Regions from separate parts of the Capra hircus genome. Here region 2 is linked to region 1. A link is a contact called in public Hi-C data. All regions are on one chromosome and are shown on one strand. Each heading gives the region's core, a stretch centred on a gene start, on an enhancer-like site or on the middle of the called end of the contact. The rest is flanking DNA. Distances are from core to core; before and after follow the strand shown.

Region 1 (6,710 bases), core at 3,947-6,446:
GACTACATGATACCCACATGAAGTTTAAATTTCATCATGGTATTTGTTTCTAATATGAGGATAATTTCCAGATTTTAAGAGAATATACATCAGGATGATTAAGATGCTCCAGACTTGGAATTTCCACCAGAGAGACTGAGGGAAAGAGTTTTCTCAGAACTACACCAGTCCCTCCCTGGGGCCCCGACCCTGTCTATGAACAAATGTCTTTGAGTCTAGTGTGAAGTCACGGTGGGACAGGCCTGTGCTCCTGGGGCTGGAGGGCAGCTGGCCGGTCCTGCAGGGTCAGTGATGCTGAGAGCCAAGGAAGAGTCAGCATGGAGCTGCCTGTGAGCATCTCAACCAGCGGTCCAGACCCTGGGGAGCTCATGACAGAGACTCCAGGGCTCGGGACCTGAGGCCATTCCCACCTCCTTCCAGGCTCCCCATCATTTCCTCCTCCCCCAGCTTGTCCTGAGAGGAGCAGCTGCTCTGACCCTGATTCCCTGGAGGCAGCAGCTGCTCAGCTGAGTCCACAGGGGAGGGGTGTGTTTAGGAACGTACAAGTACAGTTCCCATTGAAGGCTCTGTGCACAGAAGTCACGTTCAGGGTCCCCAGTCTCCACACTGGTGAATGTGAGCGTGAAATCCCTCCCAGACCCATGGCCACTGAGCTAGGATGGGACCCCAGCAGCCTGGAGGACCCCTTATGTCAGTGGGTGAGGAGAGTGTGTGGTTTGTTCTGGAAGGAGGGAGGGCAGGTGTGTCCATTACTATGGATGAGATGAGATGGCCTTGCAGGAGATGGAGATGCCTCCTTCCATGACCCCAGACCAGAGGGAGGGGATGGAGTCAGCACAGCAGCCCCAGGAGGAACTGGGAAAGAGGGGAACTTAGCGTGAATGCAAATACGGGAGAGTAGTTATGAAGGAAAAAAAATGAACATGCCTTATTCAGGTAGGTTTTTTTTTTTAAACCTATATGTAGTTCCATGTAAAATTTTATATAGTTTTAAGTATATGTAACCTGAACAGTGACTGAAATATCCTTAGGATGTAGCTAAACCTAAGGATGTGGGCATGATGCAATTATAACCTGGTGTGATGCCAACATTTTGCAGAGTATCTACCACCGACTGGACCCAAAGCAACCAAGCACTGGAAGATGTCAGTCAAGTCTCTTGTTGATGCAGGTCCCTAATTCTTCTTGGTCATTTTTAAAAGTCTGTGGCTCCATGAAACTATTCCACATCTTATCACTTTATATGATAAGCATACAAAAGTAATGTCCCTCATAGCTACAGATCCTTTGGCTCTGTCTCGATGTCTATTTTATTCCACCTGTGTTGATTACCTTCTCTCAAACTGAGTATTTTTCCCCTTGATAATATATGCAAGTGAGGCTGTAGCGTATACACTTAACGTGAACATAGATTAACAGACATAATTTCCCTAAAAATGTTAGAGATGATTTTAGACTCTGGAATAATTTTTGTCACTCAGAAATAATTTACTTTTGATTCTGGCAAAATGCTAGGTGTTGATCACTTTCATCCGATCAGGGAGACATGACTTGGAGGCTGGCCCTCAGTCCGGTGATTCCTTGCTCTTCCTGGTTCATCTCCTCTCCCAGGTGTGGCCCTTCCCCCATTCTACCTGAAGGCTTTGTGCTAATCAGGATCCAACCTTCTCTGTGGTCCTTGGAGACTAATTTTATCACTGAGAAAAGTGTGCCCAGTGTGGAGACTGGGGACCCTGAATGTGACTTCTGTGCACAGAACCTTCAATGGAAACAGTGCATATATGTTCCTAAACACATCCCTCCCCTGTGGGTTCAGCTGAGCAGCTGCTTCCTCCAGGGAATCAGGGTCAGAGATACTGTTGAAAGCTGTTTGACTTTGAGGCCTCCACCTTCTCCTTTCTTTGAGGTGTTTAGCTTGTGAACAGCTGTTACTGAGATAGCAATGTGTTTAAGGGACATTAAAGAGAGTTAAATAGGCTCAGGTCCCTACGCGTCACTATTTCTTAGCTTTTCAGTACATTCTCTCTTTACTAGCATGCTGTCAATCTCTGGAAATGAGATAGAATCAATCATTAAGAATTATCTTGAGCTTCCGGACAGTCTCCACATCTAGATTTTTTGAGAGAAAGATTATCACCGACATAAGGAAATTCCAGGTGGAGTAAGGTGGGCACAAGCGGGACCAGGATGGATGGAGAGAGGCAGAAGTGTGGGCTTGTATAGGGCTGTGGAGGGACCTTGTATGGACCTGGGTTTGTGAGTTTTGAGTTTCCCTGTGGCAGTTGCACACATATGGGGCAAAATGGAAAATAGGAGAATAGACTGAGAGGTGTTGATGAACAGATATTAATAGACTGAGAGGTGTTGATGAACAAAAATTAAAAATGGGATCAAACTCCTTCTTACCCGGAACCCCTTTGATGTCTATGTGAAGACTCCACCTGCCAATGTCAGTGCAGGAGGCATGGGTTCGATCTCTGCTAAGGGGAAGATCCTCTGGGGAAGGGAATGACAACCCACTCTAGTATTCTCATCTGGGAAATCCCTTGGACAGACGAGCCTAGCCGGCTGTAGTCCATGATGTCACAAAGAGTCAGAAAGGACTCACCAACTAAACCTCACAACAAATATATATATTTCTTTTTCCAAATGTGTACACTTTTTTTTTTAGGTTGTAGGAAATAAGCTATTCCACCACTTGACAAAGTGGGAGTTTCAGAAGATAATGACAATCTATGGAATGATCTGAAATAAAAACATGATGGGAAAGATTGTATCTACATAATTACAAGATGAAGCAAATTGACAATACTAACAAGTATTTGCTGAGTGAGAGCCTGGAGAATTCCACGGACAGAGGGGCCGGGCAGGTCACAGTTCAAGGGGTTGCAAAGAATCAGACAAGAATGAGCGACTAACACTTTCACTCATGTTTCACTTTCACTTATAAACTTAATTAGTCATACGGTATTTTGTATGTATTCATTTATTTAATTCTTATAACGGGCTTTAGCATAGTTACTCTTATTTTCCTTCAGTAAGGATCAATAAACCAAGGAAAAGAGGCCTCCCAGGTGGCGCTAGTAGTAAAGAAACCGCTCGCCAGTGTGGAGATGTAGGAGATGTGGGTTGATCCCTGTGCCTACGTGTTCTGCTGGAGAAGGAAGTGGAACCCACTCCAGTATTCTTGCCTGGTGAATTCCATGGGCAGAGGAACCTGGTGGGCTTTCAGTCCATGGGGTCGCACAGAGTCAGACACGACTGAGCAACTAACACTTCACACTTCAAGTCAAAAGAAATTCCTATAATTTTGAAAAAGATATTCAAGACACTCTGGAAAATAAAAACATCAAATTAAATCACATATACTGATATCTGAACCAACTAAATTCTCACTAACTACTTCTTTTCCTCTCTGGTTAACACAAATGGAAAGTTCAGAGTAGAAAAGACACAAGGGATGAGTGAAGTATTTAGTGGCCCTTCCTATCTTACGATAAAAATACACGGCCTGCGTAAGCAAGTGAGAACAGTGGTTTTCTGCCTTAAGGAAGCATTGGCCTCACAGGAGTGAACTTCTCATCTACTTAGTCACTTTTGGCCAGAAGCCAGGGATCCCCAAAGTCCAAGTGCACTTTGAAGTACTAGCAGTCCCATTTTTCAGTGCTTCCAGAAATTTGCATATTTATCCTTCTAGAGCAAGGCTGATCAATCAGAGAATAAGAGTCAGATATTAAAAATAAATACATGAATAAAAAATAAATGCTCTCCCTAGGAATACTTATCCTAGTCAATTAGGAATACTTTCCCCCCACAGATTGGCTGTCTCTTCTGGAATCCTTACAGCCTTATGTGAAGTCTGAAGCTGTTTATTAGAATGTTTAGAAATCTATTATTCCAGGTAATAGCACCAAATATTTTATTATATTATAAACATAAAGAGGAATCACCTCTTGGCCTTTTGGCTAAGATCAAGTGTGTAAATAAAAGAGGAAACATCTTTGATTCTATTGTGTTTCTTTATGGGTAGGTTTCTTGTCATTATTTCTGTAAATCACAAAGTCTATGACTTGTTTGATGAAGTTAACAAGATTGTGCCTCATACGAAACAAAAATCTACTTGGAATTCAAGGGATCATTGTCAACATACCATGAATATGAATTTCACAGGATGCAAATATTTCACTTTTAACATTAGAAAACTTGTTTCCACTCATGCCCTCTGGATTCCTACAGACTTAGAAATATTTTAAAGACAACATATCAATTTGATGGGAGTTTTAGATACAAGGAAAAAAAAGAAAATTCCCCTAGATGGAGCAAGTACTATATTTAGTCATATACACTAATGTTAGGATCGAATATAATCAGATTCCTCTCAGTTTAAGTTACATGACTATTTTGTGTAAACACTTATAATGCCTGTATGTGTGTCTGAGGGAGTCACAGACCCCTGTTGGACTTGGATTCATGGTATATAATATGTGCCAAACATCACTATAGCAAATAGGTACATATGCATCTGCATATAGATTCTATAGGACTATTTTTCATAAATCAGTAACTTGCACATGTGGCTGCATTTGAGAAATGCTCTGAGCAGATGAAGGTACCTAGAGGAGCTAGGGCAGCCCAGCCTCACCCATCTGCTCTCCTGGTTGGTTTATGTTCGGGTGTGTAATACTGTGGGAGGTCTACTGTTTTCCTGTTTACACTAATAAGCTGCAAAATCGTCAGCCTCCAGGCTGCTGGTGGTGAAGGCGTAATCTGTCCCAGATCCACTGCCACTGAACCGGGATGGGACCCCTGTGTGCACACTGGTTGTGTCACAGAAGAGGAACTCAGGAGCTTTCCCTGGTTTCTCTTGATACCACTGTAAATTATTTCTAACACTCTGACTGGCCTGACAAGTGATGGAGACTCTGTCTCCTAGAGATGCAGACAGGGAGGATAGAGACTGAATCATCTGGAGGTCACACCTGGCAGCTGAGACTGGAAACACAAAAACATATCTCCACAAGATTAACCAAGTTATAAGAGGACTTCCCTGAAGGGCCAGGCGGTACTGACCACACTGGGCTGCACAGTCCCCCAGTGCTCTCCCTCCTCTCCTGGGAGCCAGAGCAGCAGGAGACCAAGGAGCTGCCGGGGGGCCCTCATGTTCACCGTGCGTCCTGACCTGGACGCGGACTCCCGCCCAGGCTGTGACCAGACTATGAGGAAGTGTCCAGGGCAGTGGGCTGTGCTCTGGAAACATGTAAATCAGCAGGGCGTGGCAGGGCTGGACGAGGCTGCAGGGCTGGCTGACCTCAGTAACAGCTCAGGGGCTGGGAGTGCCCGGGTCTGGGTCCCACAGGCAGCACACGCTTGCCTCAGAGAGTTACTTCCCCTTGGGGATCACAGGACACACTCAGTCTACTCCCCTGTGAGTACAGGGTTCTTTTGATTTCTTCAGGATCCATGTCATGCTTTCTTGGTCTCTCTCCTTCTAAGACAGGGTCTGGATCAGGTACGACACTCAAAGGAATTAAACAGGCTCCTTTTATTTGATGCCAGTGAATATTATTGGAGCCACAGAGGCTTCCTCTTGCTGGATTCCTTGATATTCTTGGTGGGAGAAATTGTCATCACCACCGGCCAGAGAGGCAATGAGGGAGAAGAACAGTAAAATGTGTGTGTCACGATTGGTCAGTAAGCGCCCAGATTCCAAGCATCTCCATTGCTCCCTGTTATCCCAGCTGAGCACTGTGACTTCCATACTAACTGCTCTGTCCCAGCATGTCCTCCAAGGCCACCAAGGCAGGGACTTAGTCCCTCCATACCTGACAATTTTCAGCTATATTCTAACTCTGAATGCCTTTATACACATCCATGCTATGTGTGTCCTAACCTCCTTGAATGACGGTTCATGTCTTTCTTTCCCTTTAACCCAAGCTACTGCCTTCAGGGGGGCTTCCCTGCTGGGTCAGCGGTTAAAGCTTCTGCCTGCAATGTGGGAGACCTGGGTTCAATCCCTGGGTCAGGAAGATCCACTGGAGAAGGAAATGGCAGCCCACTCCAGTATTCTTGCCTAGAGAATCCCATGGGTGGAGGAGCTATGGTCCTCTCCCGGCCAATGACTGATTTTATGTCCCCGAATCCATTTGTTTCCAGCTCTGCATGTTTCCCCCACCCCCACGTCCTAAGAGCTGGCAGTTCTCAGGGCAGGTGCAGGGTGATGGGGCTCAAGAAGTGGGAGGAAGACAACCTTGGAGGAAGGAAGATGGAAGCCTTGCACACGAGACTGGAGCCATGAAGTGTGGACCGGGCATGGACACAGGCCTGCGGGAGCCCAGGATGGGATGTTGCAGCAAAAGTGGTGGGTGTCCATCCTGGGGGTGGAGCCACTGCTGGGCCAGAGCAGGAAGCCATTCATATACCCAGTGACGCCAGTCCTGGTTATCTCACCCGCAGTCACTGATTCTTTCTCCAGTTAGAAAGAACGTAGCTGGGGTTGGAGTCTGACCAGGAAGAACTCAAAAGCCAGGATCAGCCCAAATACAGGAAGATCAGTGCTCTCCAAAGTAGGATGAAGACCGAGGCCACATCCCCTGGAGTCGCTGTGAGCTGCAGAGAGGACAGGCAGGAGGAAATGGTGGATGAAGATGAAACTACCTCTGCCATCAGTGTCACGAGACCAGGGAGTCCCCAAACCCTCCTGTTCTGGCTGC
Region 2 (5,930 bases), core at 1,634-4,133, 150 kb before region 1:
TACTACACCTGAAGCATCCTTTCTTCCTGCTCCCTGGCTCCCAGCCCATGGACCTAGGCTTGATCAATGGGCTGTTCCTGCCTAGGATGTGAACATTAAGGGAACATCTCAAGTTATCTACTGCTGTGTAGTAAACCACCTCATAACGGAGCAATTTAAGACCATTACCAGCATTCACTGGCTCACAGTCCTGCAAGTTGAGCAGAGCTTGCTGGACTCGTCACCATCACGTATGACAGTGTGTGACTTCAACTGGGCAAATGTGGCAGAGGTTGATATGTCTGGGGCTTGCCTGGGCCTCTCACTCTCTATGGGCCATCTTGGGCTTCCTAAGAGCAAGGCGGCTGGATTCTAAGAAGGGCATTTCTGTGAAAGCTAGAAGGCTTTCTCAGACATTGTACAATATCTTTTTCACTCATATTACTCAAAGCAAATGAAAATGCCAGACCAAATTCACAGAGGTGGAGAAATACACACCGTGTTCATGCTGATGGTAGCGTTCAGCATTCAGTGGTGGTGGCGGCAAGGCCAGGAACAACATTAAGGGTAGCAACCACAATACAGCACCTTATTTAGATCAGTTTAGGATTAGATCTTGGCCATATTTCCACTGTTAGCAGGTATCCTTGGTTCTATTTTCAACATGGACATTTTTTAGTCTTTGTTAAATTTTGTTAAAATACTTTTTCTGTTTACATGTTTTGGTATTTTGGCCATGAGAAATGTGGGATCTTTGCTCCCTGACCAGGGATCAAACCTGCACCCCCAGTGTTGGAAGGTGAAGTCTTAACCACTGGACCACTGGGGAAGTACTATTTTCTAAACCTAATTTTCCAGCCTTGCGATCCATTTTGGAGATGTATTGTATCCTTTAAATAAATCCCATTTCTGCCTAATTTAGCCAGAACCAATTTCTGTTGTTTGCATCTAAGAACCTTGACTGATACCTCAGTCAATAAGAGAATCATTACGGACTGGACAGTAAATGGTAAAGTAGATAATTTACAAAAGAGTAAATGCATGTGGCTAATGAACACCAGAAAAAGTTCTATTTCACTAACAATGAAAACAAAACACATCTAAATTAAAACAATAGCTAGCAGATGCCTTTTTTGGTCTATAAAATTAGCAAATAATCTAATCAGTGTTGTAGAGGGCAAGGTGAGACAAGCTCTATTTAGACCTCTGGTAGGACTGTAAATTGGTCTAATCTTTCTGGGGATTTGGAGGCAATACTTACCAAGAATCTTCAATTGAATCAATCTTTTTCAGTTACATCCAGGAATCGAATCTGATCAAGTACTTAGAAATGTAGATAGGGGGCACCTCTCTGGTGGTCCAGTGGTTAAGAGTCCACCTTGGACTGCAGGGGACTCTAGTTTGATCCCTAGTCAGGGAACTAAGACCCCCCATGCTGAGGGGCAACTAGACTTGCACACCACGACTACTGAGCCCGCTTGCCATAACTAGAGAATCCTCATACCACAACAAAATGTCCCCACATGATGTAACAAATATCCTGCATTCCACAACTAAGAGGTCACCTGATGCAACCAAAAAACCCAAAAACCAACGCTCCTCCCCCGCAAAAAATCCAGTTCTGAATGTTTAGAGAAAAAAAGAAATGTAGATAAAAATTTATTTACAATGATGTTCATACCAATGTTGCAATCTAGCAAACATTACAAATTTGAACAACACAAATCCAGTAAGGTGTCATGTCATGAGACATTATGCAGCAAATAAAGATTTTCAAAGAACAAAAGACACTGAAAAACCTTTATAGAATAATATTGAGTGACAAATTAACCGAAAAGCATAGGTGTGAGTGACATATGTCAGTCCTAGTCAGGAAAGTAAAGGGCATTTTCTTGCCACTCTAGGCATTTCAAGCAAAGGGAATTTATTATGGGAAATGATTCACAGGAAGTGGAAGGGCAGAGAAGCAATCCTTGTGTTGAATTGACCCAGAGATGAGTGACAGCCACAAGCCACTGCACTCCCAGGGCAGGAAAAGGTGACGTCATCAGAACCCAGAAACTGGGCACTTGGTGGAAGCTAGGACCACAAGGGAGATGTAGCCACTGCTGGAAAATTCCTCCCCAAAGCAGAGGGGAACTAAAGCTTTGCTTTAAGCTTTCTTCCCACCCTAACCTTTAGCCAGAGCCTCCCATCAGCCGACTAACCAATGGCGCCAAGGGCAGAAATGCATCTGCCAGTAGGTGGAGCATGATCTCGACCAATAGAAAATTATGCATATTAAATAGTGTTGAAAGTAATAGTTATTTTGCTGATGGGATCATATGTGACTTTCATTTTCATGTGTTTTTCTGTATTTATTTATTTTTGGCCATGCTGTGTGGCTTACAGGATTAATTCCCCAACCAGAGATTGAACCCCAAGCCCTTGATAGTGGTCCTAATCACTGGACCGCCAGGGAATTCCAGTGTTTTTCTGTATTTGCCGAAGAATCCAAACAATATTACTAAACTAAAAAAAAATGGTGAGTATGCGCAGGGGATATGTCAAATATTTTACAAAGGTTATACATATATAAGGATGGATGTGACGCAGTCAGACAATGGAGTTTTAGATACGGAGTCTCTTTCGTTCATCTCCAGGCTTTAGGGAGTCAGCCTCCAAGCCCTGGGGCTTCCCAGGTGGCTCAGTGGTAAAGAATCTGCCTGCCATCCCTGGGTCGGGTAGAGCCCCTGGAGGAGGAAATGGCAACCCACTCCAGTATTCTTGCCTGGAAAATCCCCAGGACAGAGGAGGCTACAGTCCATGGGGTTGCCAAGAGCTGGGTGTTGTCTCTTCACGATAGCCAGCAGAGGGCTCTCCAGCCCCGCACACCAGGCTTGCTCTGCCTGCTGGCTGGCCGACTGGGATTCGCGGTGGCCCTTGCTGAGTGGGACCCAAGGGGCGAGCTTGCCCTGTTGACTATCCCTGGCCCCAGCAGGTTTGTCTTTGGCGTTCCCCATCTCAGAACTGCCCCTCCCTTCTATTTTAGACAAGTTATTGCCAGGATTCAAGAGAAAGACAAGGCATGCACCATTGGAACTGGAGGGTCTTTGATTTTTCTTTTGGGGTGTTTGACACGTGTGTCCACTGAAGCTTGAGCCCCACTGTACTGATAATGCAGGGCCTACAGAGACTTTCCCGGATGTGCCAGTGGTCAGAGTTCTCGGTCCTAGATGTCATGTAATAGTAAATGCTGTTTGAATCAGCCTTTCCTTGAATCCTTATCTCAAATTGCTGTGTGCAAATCTCTGTATTGTGCAGTTTCTGCTGGTTCTTCAAACCATCTCACCCAAAGTGACTGATGCTAGTAGACCAACTTGGGCAAACTAACCAGCCAAGGGTCAGAAGTAGTTTGAGCTGCATTAGTGAGTGGCAGGGGACTATTTTTTTTGCAGTCAAGACAAGAAAGATACCTCTGTTCATCTAACCCTTACCTCCATCTGTTCCCCTGGATGCACAGAGCTTTCCCATGGCTGGAAGTGCAGGCTAGGCTGGGTTGAGCTGGAATTCCCACCTCACCAAAACTCCTCCATGACCTCTTCAGGCAGACTGTCTTCCCTGGACAGCTACATACAAGTCCCTAGGGGTCACAGGAGATTGCTCTAGGGAGCGGGGAAGCTTGACTGGGGGAGAAAGAGCCAAACTCTGAATAGTTGACACTGTAAAATGTAGCAGATCTCTGGTACAGAAGGCACCTGCAGCCCCATTGAGGAGCCACTCTGGGCTGCCACCAGGCCTCCCACAGTGAGTGCTGCCAACCTGGTGCCCGTGCAGAAACTCTGGGGTAAGGGCTGGGCCCTGGGTCTCACCCAGGCTGTGTGTGTGTGTGTGTAGGGGTGGGTGGGTGGGTTTGGAGACTCCAGAGGAAGCCCAGGGAGGTGGAAACATAATTTCATATCATTCCAGGTAGTTGGTCTTTTCCAATTTACTTACTTTTCCAACTTACTCCCCAGCTGAGAGAGTGTGCTTTCATTTGTGTGGTTTTCTTTCCCTCACTGAGTATAATAGAATGCTTTACAACTTTATGCTTTTCTGATTTGGGAAACGAGTAAGGAAAAGATTGAAAACTAAATGTTCAACTAAAATTAAGTTTCAAGTTGATTTACAGTATGTTAGTTTCAGATGTACAGCAAGTGTGTATACATATATGTATATATATTATTTTTCAAATTATTTTCCCTTATAGGTAGATGCAATTTTAATTGGAGAAAATAAGCATAGTTTCATCAAAGTAGACTATTTTAAGCATGAAAAGTTAAGTCTCTGAATAAGCATGAACCAAGGCTGCTAACACTTGTAAGTGTGGACCTGGAATTTTTTTTCTTTAACTTTTTATTTTGTATTGGGGTATAGTCAGTTAACAAAGTTGTGATAGTTTCACATGAACAGTGAAGGGACTCAGCCATACATATACATGTATCCATTCTCCCCCAAATACCCTTCGATATGGGAAATTCTGGAGGTACTTTGCAGAGCTGAGAGTTGGGCCCTTTGGGCTGATGGCTTAAATCAGCTTCTTTCCTTCAAGTATAATTTCTTGGGTTTTATTTAGTGCATACTTATTTTTTATTGAGATATAATTCACATACAGTAAAATTCACTACAATGAATTCATCTTCCTAAAATTGATGGTTATTATGTGAGATGTGGCCATAAGTAGCTTTACATTTAAGTTTAAAAGTTTTGAGGAGAAAAGAGGACTCCTTCTTTCTCTAAGTAATCTCATTGACTTTTGTTTTCAATTATGGCAAGTACTTGTTAATTATAATTTTTTATATGTTTCTATATTTTTTTCTTTTTGAAATTTGAAGTGTAGTGATTTACAATGTTTCAGGCAAATAGCACACTAGTTCAGTTATACACATATACATATATATATTCTTTTTCACATTTTTTCCCATTAGAAGGTATTACAAAATATTGAATCTAGTTCCCTGTGTTTTACAGTTGGTCCTTGCTTGTTTTATGTATAGTAATGTATAGTATTTGTTAATCCCAAATTCCTAATTTATTCCTCCCCTCTCATTAAGTATAAATTCATTTAATGGGATAAAATATATTTTCTGCATGCCTCTTTCTATAGGAACCTCAGCGGATCATCTCATTCATGTATATCAGATATAAACAACAGCAACGAATTGCTATTGTTGTTTAGTCACCCAGTCATGTCTGACCCTTTGCAACCTCATAGACTACAGCACGCCAGGCCTCCCTGTCCCTCACCATCTCCTGGAGTTTGCCCAAGTTCATGTTCATTGCATCAGTGGTGATGTCCAGCCATCTGGACAGCAATGAATAAACGACCCCAAATATTTATCCAAATAAGAGACTGAATTCTAGAACTTATTTTTGGAATACTTTTCTGAAATTAAATAATTAACACTTTGATAACTTGAATTTTTATAGTAAGGACAATTCTAAAAGAATTTCAAAAGTTTTGGTTTTGGAAGTAGAAGTATTACTTTATATGGAGAGGTTATACAGTGTGTAACTCTAAGTCTCGCTTCTTGCTATGACTTTTCTAACTTTTCAGGTTTTGGTTTCAGTCCACTTTTATTTAAAAATGTACTTTAGAGCTAAAACACTTTGTTAAAAATTTCTTAATCTGGGGAACATGGAGTGGTAAATAGAGATTTGCTTTCCATGATTTTTCTTCTGTACTGTATGAACGTTTTACCAAGTTCATGGATTACTTTTCCAACAATTAAATGGAAACATTTTCAGTAAAATATTCAATGCCTTTCAGTGTTTTTCATTAACCTATTTTTTCCTTTTTAAGTACTTTCCAGAGTGGAACTAGGCAAATGAATGTGAGAAGTTAGGGAGAAGAGACTTAATTGACTAAAGCAATTTATTTTAGACAATTGTCTAAATGTAAAGTATTTTCAGTTTTCAATCCAGAATGGCTG

Evidence for each region. A called contact is a pair of places that touch in the nucleus more often than the background predicts.
Region 2: a Hi-C map of blood shows a contact between it and region 1, with 2.8 times the contacts expected there. The contact joins two enhancer-like sites. A contact is called at or near these places in 3 of 5 Hi-C or Micro-C datasets (blood and liver).

What each region holds. Positions count from the first base shown.
Region 1 is chr11:46,789,252-46,795,961 of ARS1.2, reverse strand. No RefSeq gene overlaps it. Among named protein-coding and RNA genes, the nearest start is that of PAX8, 150 kb to the right of the region's middle. Within about 2 kb of position 5,196, at least 1 of the 5 cell types and tissues checked has an H3K27ac peak or open chromatin away from gene starts, as enhancers often do.
Region 2 is chr11:46,940,589-46,946,518 of ARS1.2, reverse strand. No RefSeq gene overlaps it. Among named protein-coding and RNA genes, the nearest start is that of RPIA, 48 kb to the left of the region's middle. Within about 2 kb of position 2,883, at least 1 of the 5 cell types and tissues checked has an H3K27ac peak or open chromatin away from gene starts, as enhancers often do.